Regions from separate parts of the Sus scrofa genome. Here region 1 is linked to region 2. The links are chromatin contacts, called in public HiChIP or PLAC-seq maps. All regions are on one chromosome and are shown on one strand. Each heading gives the region's core, a stretch centred on a gene start, on an enhancer-like site or on the middle of the called end of the contact. The rest is flanking DNA. Distances are from core to core; before and after follow the strand shown. Region 1 overlaps ZNRF1 (a long non-coding RNA gene). Region 2 overlaps ZNRF1 (a long non-coding RNA gene).

What was found. HiChIP or PLAC-seq counts read pairs in DNA pulled down with a chosen protein or histone mark.
Region 1: a contact with region 2 is called in an H3K27ac HiChIP or PLAC-seq map of skeletal muscle. The contact joins two enhancer-like sites. A contact is called at or near these places in 3 of 47 Hi-C or Micro-C datasets (embryonic fibroblasts, liver and skeletal muscle) and 2 of 2 datasets of contacts at active chromatin or transcription factors (alveolar macrophages and skeletal muscle).

Annotation. Positions count from the first base shown.
Region 1 is chr6:12,619,397-12,622,096 of Sscrofa11.1, reverse strand. The region is part of intron 1 of ZNRF1 (a long non-coding RNA gene); the gene reads left to right. It also overlaps the pseudogene LOC100736686. Among named protein-coding and RNA genes, the nearest start is that of ZNRF1, 48 kb to the left of the region's middle. Within about 2 kb of position 1,291, at least 6 of the 83 cell types and tissues checked have an H3K27ac peak or open chromatin away from gene starts, as enhancers often do. A contact at or near this core is called in skeletal muscle, where this site is marked.
Region 2 is chr6:12,553,787-12,556,510 of Sscrofa11.1, reverse strand. ZNRF1 (a long non-coding RNA gene) reads left to right here. Exons shown (of 5, transcript XR_002344499.1): 5 at 200-856. Among named protein-coding and RNA genes, the nearest start is that of ZFP1, 5.7 kb to the right of the region's middle. Within about 2 kb of position 1,355, at least 31 of the 83 cell types and tissues checked have an H3K27ac peak or open chromatin away from gene starts, as enhancers often do. A contact at or near this core is called in skeletal muscle, where this site is marked.

The DNA.
Region 1 (2,700 bases), core at 42-2,541, 66 kb before region 2:
ACCCGAGTCCTCATGGATGCTAGTCAGGTTTGTTTCCACTGAGCCATGATGGGAACTCCTGGTTATGTTTTTGAATCCTGATAGTTTTCATTCAGGAGTCTTCAGAGAGGAACTTTTCAGAAAGAAACTGACACTGACTCACTGCTCTTTGAGAGGTGAAAATAAATGGTTCCCGAGAGACACTTGATGTACCGGCCTTTCTCCAGGTTAGGAGTAGAGAGGGTGAAACAGCTAATGAGAACACACACCGAGGCCAACCCCAGAGCCGTGATGACGGAGGCATGTCCCTTTACCTCCACGGCTCACCAGCGCTTGGCACTCCGTGAATACTTAATTGAAGAGAGCATCTCCCATAAAGCATCCGCTCAGGACGCTGCCTTTGTCCTCTCTGTTCTTTGTGAGTCTTCCTTATTTTCAAGCCGTCTTTGTGGCCATGAGTTTGAAGCAGCCTGGCCAAGCCTGGTTCCCTCTTCATTGAGTTCTCAGCAGCTTCATGCTTGATTGCTTTTATCAGATGTTTTTTTCACCTGTTCTTGTCTAAGCCTCTCACACATTATCACTCAAACCAGGCATGCTTTTATCTTTTCGGAAGCTTGCATGAGGAAGCTCCGGGACTTCCTTCTTCCCCAGGTTGACTTAGAGGAACATTTTCTCTCTTGCACAGGGTGGCTGTTCATCTTTTAACATTTTAAATGTGTGTTTCTTTTGAACAGGCTGCCTTCCACTGCAGTTCTTTTTCACTAGGTCTCTTGGGGCCGGACTTCCTTGGACCCAGCTGATACTTATTGAGCATTTGAGTCTATGCCATACGTCAAATGTGCAGAAATGGACCAAACATGACTCTTGCCTTCATGGAGCTTGCGCTCTGGCCCGAGTGACGGTGTGTAGTTAAAGTACACACATGACTATAGAAGGGGAGCACCTGAGAGATGGGGAGATCGCGGGGTTGAATAGAGTGCCGTTCTCCGAAGAATCTGCCTGTATGCCCGGAGCTGCCTTTGCTGGATATTTTAAAACCCAGATCTTGACTTTCCTAATTTAATCCTTAGGAATCGCTCGTGGTGGTTTAGCTGTCAACCTTGCTGGGTAAAGAACAGAGAGAGTACTTGGCTTCCAGGCCCCCTTGTCGTGTTGACTCACTTTGTGGCCGCTGTTTTTACAAGGATCCAGGGTATATTTTTAATTAAACTGTTTGATGGGCATTCTGTTTTCCCTTGGGAGAAAAAGGGCTGCATATGTAATAGATGAACCAAGAGTGACATACTTATAAATAGAGTAACATAATATTTTAAGCACCTCATCTGTTACCTAGTATTTTATTCTTCAAGGGGATCTTAAGCTGGGTCTTTATCACCCATGGGCTTCTTGAAAGTGGGAATTCTTTTCTCAAGCATTGTTTAATGCTTCCACCTGAAGGAGGCAGGGGCAGAAGATTTGAAATAGTGATTCTTTTAGCCGCCTCCCTGTCCCTTTCTGAACTGTGGGAAACCTTTAGCAGAACCTCCTGGCAGGTGTCCTGGATGGATGGATGGGTGGTGCTTGTGTCATGGCCTCATGTATCCGGTTAGGGACTTGTTCTTGTGAGAGTTTTGTTTGTTTGTTTGCTTTTAATCTAATCCACACCCATGCAGAATACATCCCCCATGCCAGTACCAGAATAACCTTGGCCAGGGCTCAAGAAAAACCTGGTAACTGACCTAAAATTAAACACATGAACTCTCCCTGCCCTTTGCATTCGTTTTTTTGTTAGGTACTCTTGACTGTGTGTGTGTGTGTGGCTTTTTTCCCCCTTAGGAAAAGGCTGGGAAGTCAAAGCTTGGGTCATTGTCCTAGGCTGAGTGGGGAAGATAACTGCTAATAAGCGTAGGGGGGCCAGTGCAGTTTACTGGACCCAAGATTTCTTTTTGAACGTAGCAATAAAGATTCTGTGGCATTATCCATCCCTGGTTTCATCCAGGGGATCCCTAGTGTGATCCTAACTTGACTTTGACATCGTCCCTGTGCCTGTAGGCCCGCGTTGCTCTTTCGACTCCGCTGAGTCTTGTCTTTAATGAGCTCACTGAGTACTCCCAGGTGGAGAGTGTAGCTCTGACACCTTTCAGATGAGGCAGGGACACTGCCTAAAGTTGGTTTTTATTCTGACTCAAAAATAAGTGTCTTGGGAATTAAATCAATCGCTTTGCTGGTTTTCACCTTCCTGCTGGAGTAGCAGTCATGTGGGAGTGAGCTTAGGGTCCCCCAAAAGGCATGTGTGTGCAGGTAGTAGAGAACAGTGTTGTGGGACTTCGTAAAACACCACGAGCCCCTTAGAATTTAATGTTTGTGTTTATCTGGACCTCAGAGAGTTTTTCCTTTTTTTGTGTTTTGTTTTTTACACAGTCTTCTGTGTGTGTGTGTGTCCTAATCGCTACTTCTTCTTTTCTTTTTGTTTTTGTCTTTTTAGGGCTGCACCAGCAGCACATGGAAGTTCCCAGGCTAGGAGATGAATCGGAGCTGTAGCTGCCGGCCTACACCACAGCCACAGAAACGAGGGATCCAAGCCACATCTCTGACCTACACCACAGCTCACGGCAACGCCGGATCCTTAACCCACTAAGTGGGGCCAGGGATCGAACCTGAGTCCTCATGGATACTAGTCTGGTTCGTTACGTCTGAGCCACGACAGGAGCTCCTCTAATCTCTACTTACATGAACACCGGT
Region 2 (2,724 bases), core at 106-2,605:
TTTGCCAGAAGGAAGAACCACCCGCTCTCCTTCCCTCATCCTCATCCCAGGAGGGAAAGGGCATTTTCTTTTTCACTTTCGAAAGGCGTTGTGGGTCTGTCTCTAAAGTGTTTACAAAAAAAACTATAAAAACAAAAAAACAAAAAACAGAAACAAAAAGTCTAGTGTCGACTGGTGTTTTCCCTCGTGATGTTTACAGATCGCTGTCTGCGGCCCCGCCAGAACCCGCTCAGAACCCGCTCGCTTGGGGGCAGAGACGACAGAGTGGGTTCTCGCCAGGCGCGGCCTTGCTCACGGCGCCCGGCGGCCTCGCCCTCGCCAACCGCTCGGCCTTGGTTTCTTGTTTGGTTGGTTTCTTCCCCATTTTTTCTGCCCTGGTCTCGCACTTTCTCCCCTCGGGACCCTGGTATCTTGACTTCATTGCCAAAAACCAGCCCCCCAAGGGACCTCTCCTCCTCCTCCTCTCCGTTTCTCTTCCTTCCCGCTTCCTCCTGGTTCTGGTCCGTTGCAAGGATTTAACAATCACAAGTGTCCTGCAAAAATGCCTGAACATTTTTCTTAGACCCTTGTGGAGTTTTTTTTTTCCCCAAAAAAAACTTAGACACACAAAAGACTTATTTAACGGATCTGTACAGCCACCCCGTGTTCAGGCGTTCTGTTTGAGAACATTTTAGCCATTGGTGTTCACACATGGCATCAGCCCCTGCAAGATAGGTTTCTGTATTTGTATATTAAAATACAAAAAAAAAAAAAAAACCCTTATAAAATGTTTAAAAACATGTTCAAAGCCGGGGGGAAAAGCTTACTTCATTAGTCAAGGTGTTTTGATATGGTATTAAAATAATGTCTAATAAAAGATGCACTGTGTGACTTCATTTTAATCAAGTATTTCTACACAGTCAAGACATGGGCAGTGAAGGCCTAGCTCTTTAGCCTTGCTTCAGGCTGGTACTCGGGGTTACAGGTATGTGGCATGGCTCTCGGCAGCCGTGCCTGGGTGAGAGAATGTGGCAGGTCAGGCCAGAGTCCTGCAGGTGTGTGAACCCTGCAAGCCTCGTGGACTCACTCTGTCTCCCGTCACCTGTGGAGTGGCTTTGACAGAGCTGTCGTGGAAAGATCTGCAGGGGTAAAGATCTTACGGCCCCTGGAGGCCGCAGTGATGTGGGTTCTTCAGGCATTGGCCTGGACCCCACCACCTCACCCCTGGCTCCCCATCCCACACCCTGCCGTGTCTGTGGCTCAGTGCTGACTCATGGGCATGCTTCACTGAGGCCCAGAAAGAGGCCCTAGTTTGGGGCTGAGCCAGCTCAGAGCCCTTGAACTAGGACCAGCCACTCGGGGCTCACAAAAGTTGGCACTCCTTGGGCGGGGCAGGAAGCCCAGGGCAGCTGGTAGCCATGCATGCCTGGCCTCTGTCTCTGTGCCAGACAGGCTCCCGGAGCGGCATTCCAGAGCCTCCCACAGAGGCTGCGAAGGAAAGCTCTGGAGGGAGATGCCTGCGCCGCTGCCTCTGTGGGCGCCAACCCCACCAGGCCCTGCCTCTGCCGTCTTCTGTTCTGTTGCCTGAAACACCTGCTCTCTGCAAGGGCATTGCAGGCTGGTGGGCAGATGTGGGCGAAGCACCAGCGCACCCAACATTTCCGAGAAACACTCGAGTTTGTGGATCTGAGCTTGCAGGGTGGAGACCCCCCAAGACCCGCAGTCGCCATGGTGGCAAGAACCTCGGCTCTAAACTACCTGCACAGACTCCTCTGCAGAGGATGTTGGGGAAACAACTGCATCTAAACTTCAGCTGCCCCATGTGTGAAGTGGGAACAAAGTCACGCAGCTCAGAGGTCACCGTGAGGGGCAGAGAATCTGCCCAGAAGCCCCTGGCACATGCATAGCAGGCTTGCCTTTGGCTTTGTCACTGCAAAGAGCACTGTTCTATTCACAGCACCTCCTGCTTCTGCCTGGCAACTGTGTCTCCCTGTTCTATATTTAAGTCCTCCTGCAGAGCTGGCCCCAGAGATCTCCTTGTCTGACCCCTGGGCCTGAAGATGGAGAGGAGGCCTGTGTGCCCATCTCAGTGGCTTAGGCCCAGTGGCCTGGGCAGCACCCAGGGTGAGCTGAGTGGTCCTGAGCCGGGTGAGGCAGGGCTGGAGCCCACACTGGCTGCTATTCCAGGCTCCTGAGGCTGGTGCTCGTCCCCACCCGCAGTGACTCCCCCCCCCCCCACCTGGCCCTCTGCTGGTTGCCAAGTTCTCCACATTCAGTCCCGGATTGCCAGCTCCTAGATGGGGGTGGGACCGGGGTTGTCTGGGTTTTCCAGATGGAGCTGGTGTCTGTCATCCTCCATCCAAACCGCTCTCCTGAGCTCTGCCTTTCTGGAGGGGTGGGAATTGGCAGGAACTGGGAGGTAGGTTCCACCCACTCCCTCTTTTAAGGGCCCAGTGCGCTTGGGGTGGGGGCTTCCTGGACAGGCCCCCTTGCTAGAACCATCTGTCTTATAGCCATTTAATGGTGTTGAGGTTTTTTGGTTTTTTTTTTTTTTTTTTTTTTTTTGTCTTTTTGGCTTTTCTAGGTCCGCACCCACGGCATATGGAGGTTCCCAGGCTAGGGGTCGAAGCCACCAGCCTATGCCAGAGCCACAGCACCGCGGGATCCAAGCCGAGGCTGCGACCTACACCACAGCTCACGGCAACACTGGATCCTTAACCCACTGAGCAAGGCCATGGATCGAAC